2 separate regions of the Mus musculus genome follow, and region 2 is linked to region 1. Evidence: chromatin contacts called from public HiChIP or PLAC-seq data. All regions are on one chromosome and are shown on one strand. Each heading gives the region's core, a stretch centred on a gene start, on an enhancer-like site or on the middle of the called end of the contact. The rest is flanking DNA. Distances are from core to core; before and after follow the strand shown.

Region 1 (5,769 bases), core at 2,439-4,938:
GTTTGGGGTGTGTGTGTGTGTGTGTGTGTGTGTTTCCTCTCCTTTGATATTTTGGTCTGGGATTATTCATTCCTTGTATTTTCTTGGATGTGGTTAACCTCTTTAGGTTGGATTTCTCCTTCTAGAACCTTCAGTAGGGCTGTATTTGTAGATAGATACTGCATACATTTGGTTTTATTATGGAATGTCTTCTTTTCTCCATATATTGTGGTTGAAATTTTTGCTAGGTATAGTAGTCTGGGGTGGCATTTGTGGTCTCTTAAGAGTACATAGAACATCTTTACAGAGCCTTATGGATTTTAGACTTTCCATTGAGAAAACAGTAGATTTGCCTTTATATGTTACTTGGTCTTTTTGTCTTCCAGCTTTTAATAGTCTGATGGTGGTGGTGGTGGTGATGATGGTGGTGATGATGATGATGGTGATGATGATGGTGGTGGTGGTGGTGATGATGATGGTGATGATGATGGTGGTGATGATGATGATGATGATGATGGTGATGGTGATGGTGATGGTGGTGATGATGATGGTGATGATGTACCAAGAGGACTTTCTTTTCTGGTCCAGTCTATTTGGTGCTCTGTATGCTTCTTATACCTTTATAAGCATCTCCTTCCTTAGGTTAGCAATTTTTTTCTATGATTTGTTGTAAATGTTTTTGGTTCCTTTGACTTGGGGTCCTTCCACATCCTCTATTCCTATTATCTTTAGGTTTAGTCTTTTCATAGCCCCATATTTCCAGAATGTTCTGTGACAGGATAGTTTTAGACTTAATTTTTTCTTTGACCAAGATATCCAGTTCTATCAGATCTTCAATGCCTGACATTCTCTCTTTCATTTCTTGTATTCTGTTGGTGGGGCTTGCTGCTGAGGTTCCTGTTCAAGTTCCTAAACTTGCATTTTCAAACTTTCCTCAGTTTAAGTTTTCTTCGTTGATTCCATTTCCACTTTCAGGTCTTGATCTATTTTATTCACTTTCTTCCACTATGTTTTCATAGATTCTTAAAAAAATATCTATTTTCTTCTATAAGAGCCAATATGATGTGCATAAAGAAGATCTTAAGGCCTTTTTCTTGTGCTTCAGCTAGGTTCTACTACTCCAGGCCTGCTGTAGTAGGAGTCCCAAGCTTTGGTAGAAGCTTCTTATCCTAGCTGTTATTGTGTTTCGACGCTGGCACCTAGGCATCTGGGTTTGAAAAGATTGTGATTCCAGGTATTGATATCTGGTCTTGTCTTCCCCCTCCCCCCTGCCCTTGATTTCTGTAGCCCTCTCAGGTTCTTAAAAGTATGTGTTGCCTCATGGGAGATTCTCCTTGGATCCTGATAGGTGTGGCCACTGGCATTGCAGATAAAATGTTTCCATATTTATTGGGAACTAACATGTAAAATGGGGATGGGCTAGGAGAGGGGTGCTGAGAGGATCCAAGGGAAGGAAAAAAGTGGGTTGTCTCCTATAAGATCTGCTTAGCCCCCTGGGAATGGGGGGCAGAGAGTGAGGTAAGGCTGATGGGATATCAGAGATGGGGCTAGGAATAGAGGACTGGACAGCAGATTTGAGGATAAGAATGGGGGACTGGACTTGAGGGAATGGAAGGAGAATGATCTGCAGTTAGTCCACCTGGCTTTCTGTCAGGCATAGCCAGTGGGCTTTTAGGTGGTGCTAGTTGGAGTTGGGGGCTAAGATAGAGCAATGAAAGGAGGGGGAGAAACTAAGAGGGGAAGAGCTTTGTGATCCACAGAGATGGGGGCCATTCAGCAGTTGGTCTGCAGCAGAGCTGGGGGATGAGACTAGGAGATTTTATAAGAACCAAGGGGGAGTTAAAGATCTGCAGTTGGCCTCCCAGCTTCCCTAGCCAGAGTCTCAGATAAAATCTCTAACTTACTATGTTATGAAAGTCACATTGAAATCCATGGATGCAGAGAGTCTCATACTGTGAAAAGTCATGGTGTTCGGGTTTGCATCTCACACCAGAATCTTCTTTAGGAGACAACCCTCAGCCACCATTACAATTATTAGAAACCATTACTTCCTGGAAGGCTCTTCTCTGCCCTTAAACGGTAGCTGCCTATTAGGAAGTTATACCCATCTGAAGCCCATTCTCTTGCAACATGTACGTTCCAGCTCTAAACCTTAGCATACAGAGACACCTTGGTCCAGCGTCCACAGAACAGGTGTATTGCTTAGCATGCCTGGTGAGGAAGGAGAGGCCTTGACCTGTCTTGTAAAAAGTAAAGCCTTGCAGTAAGAGACATCTGTGACCAAGGTTGAGAGCATCACAATCATGAGGATATAAACGTAATTCCAAAGCACTTGTTCAGCCAAGATGAGATGCAAGATCTCACTACAATGCATCACTATGAATGCTTGCAGACTTCAGTTCCTCTGCACCAACCCCATATCACCAAGTTGGCCATCAACCAGACCTGAACCATTTTAGTTCCTAAATCATCTCCCAGTTTTATGTCTTCTTTTCCAGCCTTATGGCCACCCAGTTATTCCACTGGATGTTTTAAATGGATGTCTGGGTACCTCCTATGTAACAAGCTCTATGCTGAGCACTAACATAGTGGTGAGGGAGACTTATCTCCTTCATTTCTTGTATTCTGTTGGTGAGGCTTGCCACTGAGGTTCCTGTTTGTGATGGTTTGTATATGCTTGGCCCAGGGAGTGGCACTATTAGAAACTATGGCCTTGTTAAAGTAGGTGTGCCACTGTGGGTGTGGGCTTAAGACCCTCATCCTGGCTACTTGGAAATCAGTCTTCCACTAACAGCCTTCAGATGAAGATGTAGAACTCTCAGTTCTGCCTGCACCAAGCCTGCCTAGATGCTGCCATGTTTCCACCTTGATGGTAATGGACTGAACCTCTGAACCTGTAAGCCAGCCCCAATTAAATGTTGTCCTTATAAGAGTTGCCTTGGTCATGGTGTCTGCTCACAGCAGTAAACCCTAACTAAGACATTCTTCAAGTTCCTAAACTTTTCACTCCTCAGTTGAACATGTGTAACATGATGAACACTATTCTGCAAACATGTTACACAAGCGTCATAGAACCCTAGGGGTGGAAGGAGACATACTGACCTCGTACTAAATCTTGATGGTATGTTACCTCAGACTTTACCTCTTCACAAAATGTGTGCCATCTGGATCTCCTTGATTTTTCTGTGTTGCACTGTCTTCCTGGTTGCCTTCATATCCCTTCCACTCCCACTATGAAACTGTTACAAAGAAACTTTGGGTTTTAATTATTATGATGGCCATTGCCAGGATAGCACTAGTAGTAGACTGCAAACATTCCATGAGTATTCACAGAATTCACTGGCTTTCGTGCGAGTCTGGATCTCACAGGCACAGAGGAGGGCAGGCAGTCTTGTGGATTCTTGCAGGGTTCTGCCATTGCCAACCCCATCTGCATCTGCTTCTGGGTTCTCCCGATGCTCTCCTTGCTTCACCCAACCCGGCTTGCACTTTTTGCTCCTCACAGTGGGTTGCACATCTGCATAATCTAGAAGCTTCCTGCGATGATGGGAAGCACTTCCTTCAGCTTCCCCTGCTGTGTATATTCACACCAAAGCTGTATCACCGTGGCTACTGGACCAGGGATATACAAGGACAAGGGCCGTAGGACCTAGCTGATGTCCTCCGTCAAGGGCCACGGTCGTCAGAGCCATGGGATGACTGATAGGGTGAGTGGGGTCTGTTCACCATCTCTGGAAACAATGACAGGAAGCCTGAAACCAGTTTCAAACCTGAAGGTCGTGGCTTGACTTTTTCTAAACTGGCATCTGTGGGCAGGTTAAAATGGGCTGGTTCTAATTTTAATGTATTTCTAAGCCGGACCAGAATGAGGCAGAGGAAATTCATTAAAATGCAGTGTTTGCCAATATGCCAGTCAGGCTCTCCCCAGAAGCTTGTGAGATTCCCCCTCTGTGGAAAGCTTCGAGTGTGCTGCATCAGTAAGAACACCTCTATTTAGGTAGTCTATTTTTGAAACACCCCAAAAGTTGTAGGGAGGCAGGAGGAACTTTACCATTAATCATCTAACGTCCACATACTAAGTACTTCCTTGCTGGTGGCAAACGTATATTACTCAACATCACTGATATCCACAGACCTTAAGGAAAAAAAGGCTTCTAAAGAAGGATGTGTCACCGAGACAGGCCACTGACAGACCTATCTTAGCCACGTTGAAGACAGTTCTTAGAAAACACTGAGTACTCTCAACGTAGATCAAGGAGAGTCTGTGCCCCTTCTCCAGTTGCCAGCTCCTCTCACTATCTCTTCCCCCATCATGATTGTCTAGTAAGGAGATGGGTACCCCATATGAACTCCCCATAGATGTAATATGTGGGACCACTGTGCTTTGATAAAGAAGATGGAAGTAAGTAATTTTGGATTGTGAGACTAATTAAGGAAAGGTTGTTCCTAAATAAACAGAGAGAAATTTTGCCCAGGGTACCACAATGTTGCCTATAAACAGCAAGTACTTAGGGAATGCCTTGAGAAGTGAACTGGATGGATGGATGGATGGACAGAACATGAGAGCATATCTGCCCATGTGTTCTGACATGTGCCTATAACAGGGAAGCAGAGTCTCAAATGCCCAATATAGCCAGATTGAAATCCTCAGTTAGCTGAAGGGAGACCTGTGTGAATGAGGCTTGTAGATGCCTTGGAAACCATAGCACTTTTGTTTGGGTTGCCTCCATCTTCTCCTTATCACACAGCACTCAGAGAAAATCATCAAGGTTTAGCATCACCACACCCTGGAAGCTACTCTACAACAGCACACTATAATTTCCTTAGTTAAATGGGTAACAACCAGATCAGACAGGACATATTAGTTCATTTACTACTTGGAATGTTTCATTAGGAATGCATTGGCCTGGAAATGAAAACCAAATTGTGATTCAGGAGAAAAAAATCTTTTTATTTAATGTCAAAATATGTTAAGTTCACACACTAGGCATCATTAGAGGTCATCTGACCCTTAAGTAGACAATAATGAAGTCGATAGAACCCACTAAGTATAAATGACACCACATTATATCACAAAAATCTGACATGTTTCTTTAGTAGATTTTATGAGCTAAGTTGTTATATTGTTTCTATCAAATTTATACAGTGCCATAATGACCAGGATGGCAACATTCTTTGAACACACACAGAAAATGTACAAATTCGTGACAATCCCTTTAGCTCCAAAACCTTGCTGTGGCAACTTTGGAATCATCCGACATAGCAGTCAGTATCCTATGCAAAACTTTTTAAAGAAATAAATACATGGCTGTGAATTTATCTCTAGCGGCACTCATCATATGTCAGGGTTACTGTCAAATCGGTGTCCTTGGTTTCTTGGTTTACGGAAGGCTTTCTAAGAGCTCTTGATTCCAGAAGAATATTCAGTTTCACTGATACCTTTATAGATTCCTTTGTTTTCAACCTGTAGATAAAAGCAAGCTGAAAGGCCATAACCAACCTAAAGAAAGATGAAAAGCCATATCTAACCTCCATCCTCTGAGACCATCCTGATGACTGTAGTTCTAACTCTTCATCAGTAGATGGAGACTATTACAGAAACCCACAACAGGTCAAAATGCAGGGGGCACCGGTCATAGGATACCTGGTCCCAGTTTTTACGTTTTAAACACAACTCCTGTACTTAAAGATCAGGGAACAACACATCGTGTAAGATGGGACAGGAAGATTGGAAGAGCTGATAGCTGAAGATGGCCTAGTCGGCCATCATTGGGAAGAGAGGCCACTTGG
Region 2 (5,769 bases), core at 1,623-4,122, 54 kb before region 1:
ACATTGTCAAGACTCCAAGAGACTTAGCCAGAGCAGGATGGAAAGGCAGAAGCAAAGTCAGTGAGAAACGATTATTTCATCCATCTCTAGTCCATGGACTAAGACGGGCTACCATCTCCCTGCTCCTGAGCGAGAGCGGGAGGCTAGTTAGAGGCAGAGGCAGGTAGCCTGAAAGGTGAGCATGAGTAATTAGGCCACAAAATGTAACAAGACACCTGTCCCTTTCATTTGACGTCATTCATCATCAAAGCCCAAGGATGTTTGGAATGCCTTTGGCCTTCTATGTAAAATTTAGAAGAATGAGAATAGTCTTTATGCTTTTAAGTTACCTTTTGGATTCTCACGGCCATACTTTAAAGGTACTTTTAAGGTAGTTTCATGATATAAAGCATGAATGGCTGGAATACCGCCATATCTGAAAGTTAATTGACCAAGCCTTTCATAAGATGTATAAAGCAATCCTTTTAAAGGATGTCTACCATTGCTTCGCCTGAAAACAAACTGGACTGCATAGCACTAGAGGCTAACCAGAGCCGAGGGGTAGGACGCCCAGAAGTCTCCTCAGAGCCTGATTCCTTTCCTTCCCTCATCCTCGTCTTCTACCCTTGACACTGTGGAGGTTTCATTTTGTTTTGTTTTTGACAAAAGAGATAAAACTTATGTAGCGATCCCAGTTGCACCCCAGCCAGTCGTGTGAGTCATCTGTAGTCAGCGTTCCTCCTTGTGGCCTAACTAGGAGGAGGAGGAGGAGGAGGATACAAGTCTTCTCACTCCCTCCTACCCACTGCTCTTTCCACTAACACACAACCTCCCAGCCTAAGCAAGAGTTTCCATCACACACCCAGGGGGGACCACAAGAGCTCTGCTCAATGCTCCCCTATTCTGCCTCCTCCTCAGTGCATTTACCCAGCATGTGGGCAATAGTTTGATTGTCTGTGTTTTTCCAAAATTGACACACACACAAAAAAAAGTCCTCCCAATCTGTCTGCAGTGGGGAAACATGAGATCCTGCTTCACCTCCTAGCTTTATCAGCTGATGAGTAGTTAGTTTCTACCGCTTGATAATTAGAGACAATGAAAAATAAAAAGCCAACAATACAGCAACTTGCAATGCCGTCTCACCTCAAACTTGGCAATACTCATGAATGCATCCTTTTTCGCCTTGCTGTTGCTGAAGAAGGTAGTAATCAGGTGTGATTCAATGACGCTTATGTTGTTGCTGATGGCCTGATTGTCTTTCAAGACTTCAAAGAGTCTGAGGTAGAAAGAGATAATCTGGCTCTGCAGGATTTTCATGTCACCATCCTTGGGAAATAACACAAAGGGAGGATTTTAAGAAATGACCCATTAGAAACAACAGGGAAACTGGGAGAGGAGAAATATTCAACTCACCTTTTGCCAGTTCCTCCAGATATCCAAGAAGAGACTCTTTTCTTCCACATCTATGCCACTTGAGTTCTGAGGAAAAGAGAAAAAAAATTGATTTGTAATTATTTCACCAATTGCCCTGAAAATATCTATCAAGTTTTGTTGAATTCAGTGCTGATAATGGTCACAGGTTTCCTTCTGGGCCCTTCCACTTACTTCTAACAACAAGTATCCCCTAAAAGACTGCATGTAGCCAAACACTGTTACTGTTACATTCTTTTAGCTGCAGGATGTACTGGCCCAGTCTTGAAACTGCAAGGCCACAAATAAACTCAACAAAGCTGACGAGGTTTCAAGTACCCTCAAGTAACCATAGTGAGCTAAAAAGAAACTTACTCTCAAATTAAGAAAGGGAGAGAGAAAATCATTAGAATCATCCCACTGTGCACACTGCCCCCTTATGGTCCAGGCCTCTGAAACATCAGTCTGTGCTGTAATAGGGCTTCATTGCTACTTTAAAAAATAGCTCCAAACACATACGGGAGGCAGCTTGATTTACACTGTGAGGAGAGGATTGACCGTAGATGCTTGAACATTATGCTAATAGCTATATGTATACTAGTATATACATTTGGGACAAATTATAAAATTCTAAGGATATAAAATTTGCTTCTGTTAACCATTAATTTAAAAAAAAAATCACAAAAGAGAAAATCCTGAAAACTCTGAGAAATATAGAGTCTCATTAAACCTCACCAAGCGGCTGGCTTTGATTCGATTGTAGTAGAATTTCAAAATTACTCCTCAGGGTAAAACAACTTCGGGGGAGGGGGGCATTTCTTAAACAGAAACATTAAGAACTTTGCCTCCCATTACTTTAAGTGATAAGCTGTTTCCCTGCGTAGTTTTGGTGGTAATATCCATCTCTCACTATCACTTTCAAGACGTCTGAAGGAATAAGAACCATTGAGGTAAGGATATTTTTTATCACAACTAAATGATAAGAAATCACAAAATCATCAGCATCTTTGTACCTTGGACCTATACTATGCCTATCTTTGGGAAGATTGGTAATTGCCCTCTAACTCCGTAGTAAGTTGGACAGAGGGTTAAATCGATATTGAGATCATTAAGTCAATAAACACCTCTCCAGCAAATAGCAACGTAGCACCCCATCTTCTCAAAATGACTGGGGACCAGAGACGGCAGCCTGGCGCTCACCGTAGCAAGTCAACATCAACCACGGTCAACCAACCACAAGCATTATTAAGAATTCATACTTACAAAATAGTTATTCAGACTTTCTAGGCTTTCAATGACTGTGCCGTGGCAGTAACAGCCAGAAACAGCCATGAGGAAGAGCTGCAAAGCCAAGATGCAGTGTGTAGCGTTCATTGTCTCAGAGCTAGGCCGCAGGAGGAGAAGCCCAGAACTTCTGTCTCAAGTCAGAGGGTCCAAAGGATCAGCTGATGTGTCTTCTCTAGGTCAGCCGATGGCAGCTATAGCCTGCACCTCTCTGGCTTCCAGTTTTATACCTGATCGAAGGCTCCTCGGGATTACGTATTTTCACAAGTTTTTTTTTGGTTTTTTTTTTTTTTTAAGATGGTGACAGATAGGTGGGGGGAGCTAAGTTACTTTGCATTACAGCTATGGTTTTGTGGCATGTTAGAGTTTCCTTTCGACTCCTTGGGCTCTCTGACGATGAGACAGCCCCGCTGTGCCCACCTGTGCCATTCTTGTGGGATTCTCTGAAAGCACTTTTACTTCACACCATTTGGGGTGGGGGCTGGAAATTGCTTTTACGTCTCCCCCTTTTTGCCCTTGTAATGTGAATTTCTCATCCACAGAGCACAGCACAGGGAGCCTTTGTTTGTGGTTGGGGACGGCTGAATAAAAGGAAACTCTTGGGCTTCTCAAACCATGAGGAAACTCTTGGGCTTCTCAAACCATGCAATGGGGGAAGCCTTTTCAAACTTTTCTTGCAAATGACCAGAAAAGCAAGGAAAGGGTATGGTTAAAAAGCCAATGTGGTGAGGAAGCCCTTCAATGGAGGTGATTAGTAAAATACCTACTACAAATCACTCAGGGTCAACGTGCCCAGAAAGAAGAAAAGGCAGACCACATAGGTAAAATAAAATCATCTAGTTCCTCCATTAATAAAAGGGAAAAAATGCAAAATGAAATAAAAGTAAAAATGCAAGAATACTTCATTAGATATTGTATTTCACTCAACACACCCAAGGTATCAATGTGTATCAAGATTTATGATGAATAAGAGTTTCAATTCCTCTGCCACTAAATATTTAAAGCCTAGTGGCTATCCTATATACACAGCAGAAATCACTTCAGGATTAGCCATGTTTCTAACTCTCATACCCACATGTGGCTAAGGCTATCCCAATGACTAGTCCAGCACTAGACACACACTTGTCCCAAATAAGGATTAATAACTGAAAATTGTTTCCCCCATCAAGTTCAAACACTAAAAGTTTCCTTCTCTGTCTTTGGTAACTTATCTATGAAATTCGATCCTTGAGGATGGGGCAGGAGGCCCTCTGCTCTTCAGTGCCAGCCCACGTGTATTCATCCCTGCCTTTCCTGTATTCATTAACATTACACAGTGGCTATGGGTGCAGACTTGAACCATTCATATTCTAGCCTCGGGGTCTTGAGTCAGCATCTTTATGATCTGTGACTCAGTTTCCACATTTATACAGTGAGCTTAACACTAGCATTTTCTTCCGGACTTCAGCCAAAGGCTCAACCAAATGCTCCATGGAAAGTTGAGAGAATTCTTCCCGGCATTCCTAGTGGCTCAATTAAAACTTGATGGTTATTTGGCAATGTCAGATGTTTAACAACGCTATGCAGCTTGTTCGTGCAGTTCCTTTGGCCATGTGCCCCCTTTCCCTCATCTGAGCATCTCAGAGTGGTACCCAGTTATCTTGACCCAGATGCAAACCATCCTCTGTTTTGGTTCTCCCCCAAGCCTCCAGCTTCAAATCAGACTTTATCCTCTGGGCAGGGCTAGCACTTTGTTTCTATGCTTCATGGGTTCTCAATTTCCCCAGTCTCATATACGAGGTAACTATGCATGCCCCCTACCCCCATCCCAGTGCCCACTAATTTCCTTAAAACCAGAAAGTGTTTCATTGCTTCTGTGACACAATTTATTTCCCTCAAATACATAAGCATAAAGATTTATACACAAACAACACACACACACACACAAATATTCATTTGAATGTTTACCTAAGAATCTCTGTTTTGACAGTCAGGAACATCTCTTGGTTGGTAGAGTGCTTGTATAAAAACCCTGACTTAAAATAGGCATGAAATACAGATGGAAACAGAGGTAAGATGATCATGAGTGCGAGGTCACCTTCTGCTGCTGGAGACTTGAAGGCCAGTTTAAGAATCATGAGAATCTGTCTTAAAAAAAAAATCTAGCAGGGTCGTGGTAACTCATACCTTTAATCCCAGCACTCAGGTGACAGAAGCCAGCAATCTCTGTGAATTTGAGGTTATCCTGGTCTACAGAGTGAGTTCCAGGATAACCAGAGCTACACAGTGAAACCCTTTCTGGGGGGGGGGGGGAATCTAGTTTGAGTTATTGCCCTCAAGTTTTTTAACAGTTCCAATGCTATTCCTTCTAGTTTGAAGGAAATCAGCTTTTTTATTAAATGTAATTTACCATTAATGCTAGAAAATGGTGTGGTCTCGTTAGCTAACACCTGATGACGGGGACCGTTCTATGTTCTCTATTAATTTTTTAAAAGTGATATTTGCACTACCAACCTCAGTAGGAGAGTGTTCCCCTTGCTCCACACCAGTGTGAGCTGTCACGTGTCTTATTGATCTTAGACATTCTGACAGATGTAAGATGGGATCTCAGAGAAGTTTTGAATTGCATTTCCCTAATGGCTAAGGATGTTAAACATTGAAGTGTTTCTCAGCCATGTGACTTTTCACTATGGAGAATTCTCTGTTGAGATCTGTGTCCCATTTTTAACTGAGATATTTGGTAGCAATGGAATGACTTCTAATGGCACATTCTGCTACGCTTGGAAATTAGTGTCTTGCTCATCCATCATCAAAGAAGTGTTCTTTTGCACCAGGTGGGAACAAATACCGGGACCACGACCAGACAAATGGAGAGAGAGAAACAAACAGTTCTACATCGGATGCCACCATTAAGTCAGAGCTCAGGGAACCCCAGAGAAGAGGAGGCAGAAGGAATGTAAGAACCAGAGGGCATGGAGGACCTCAAGAGAATAGAACCCTCTAAACCAACATGAGCAAAGCACATACAAGCTCACAGAGACTGAGGTAGCCTGCATGAGGCCTGCATGGGTCTGGGACAGGTCTTCTGCGTATATATATTATAGCTTTCAGTTTAGT

The links. HiChIP or PLAC-seq counts read pairs in DNA pulled down with a chosen protein or histone mark.
Region 2: a BATF HiChIP or PLAC-seq map of CD8 T cells shows a contact between it and region 1, with 15 read pairs. The contact joins the promoter of Ifng here to the enhancer-like site in region 1. A contact is called at or near these places in 1 of 15 datasets of contacts at CTCF or cohesin (CD8 T cells), 2 of 484 Hi-C or Micro-C datasets (CD4 T cells and Th1 cells), 2 of 115 datasets of contacts at active chromatin or transcription factors (CD8 T cells and effector CD8 T cells) and 1 of 9 other capture datasets (adipose tissue).

The regions. Positions count from the first base shown.
Region 1 is chr10:118,384,865-118,390,633 of GRCm38.p6, reverse strand. No RefSeq gene overlaps it. Among named protein-coding and RNA genes, the nearest start is that of Ifng, 53 kb to the left of the region's middle. Within about 2 kb of position 3,688, at least 3 of the 459 cell types and tissues checked have an H3K27ac peak or open chromatin away from gene starts, as enhancers often do. A contact at or near this core is called in CD8 T cells, where this site is marked.
Region 2 is chr10:118,438,149-118,443,917 of GRCm38.p6, reverse strand. Ifng (interferon gamma) reads right to left here and starts at 2,872. Exons shown (of 4, transcript NM_008337.4): 1 at 2,653-2,872; 2 at 1,393-1,458; 3 at 1,123-1,305. The coding sequence starts at 2,763.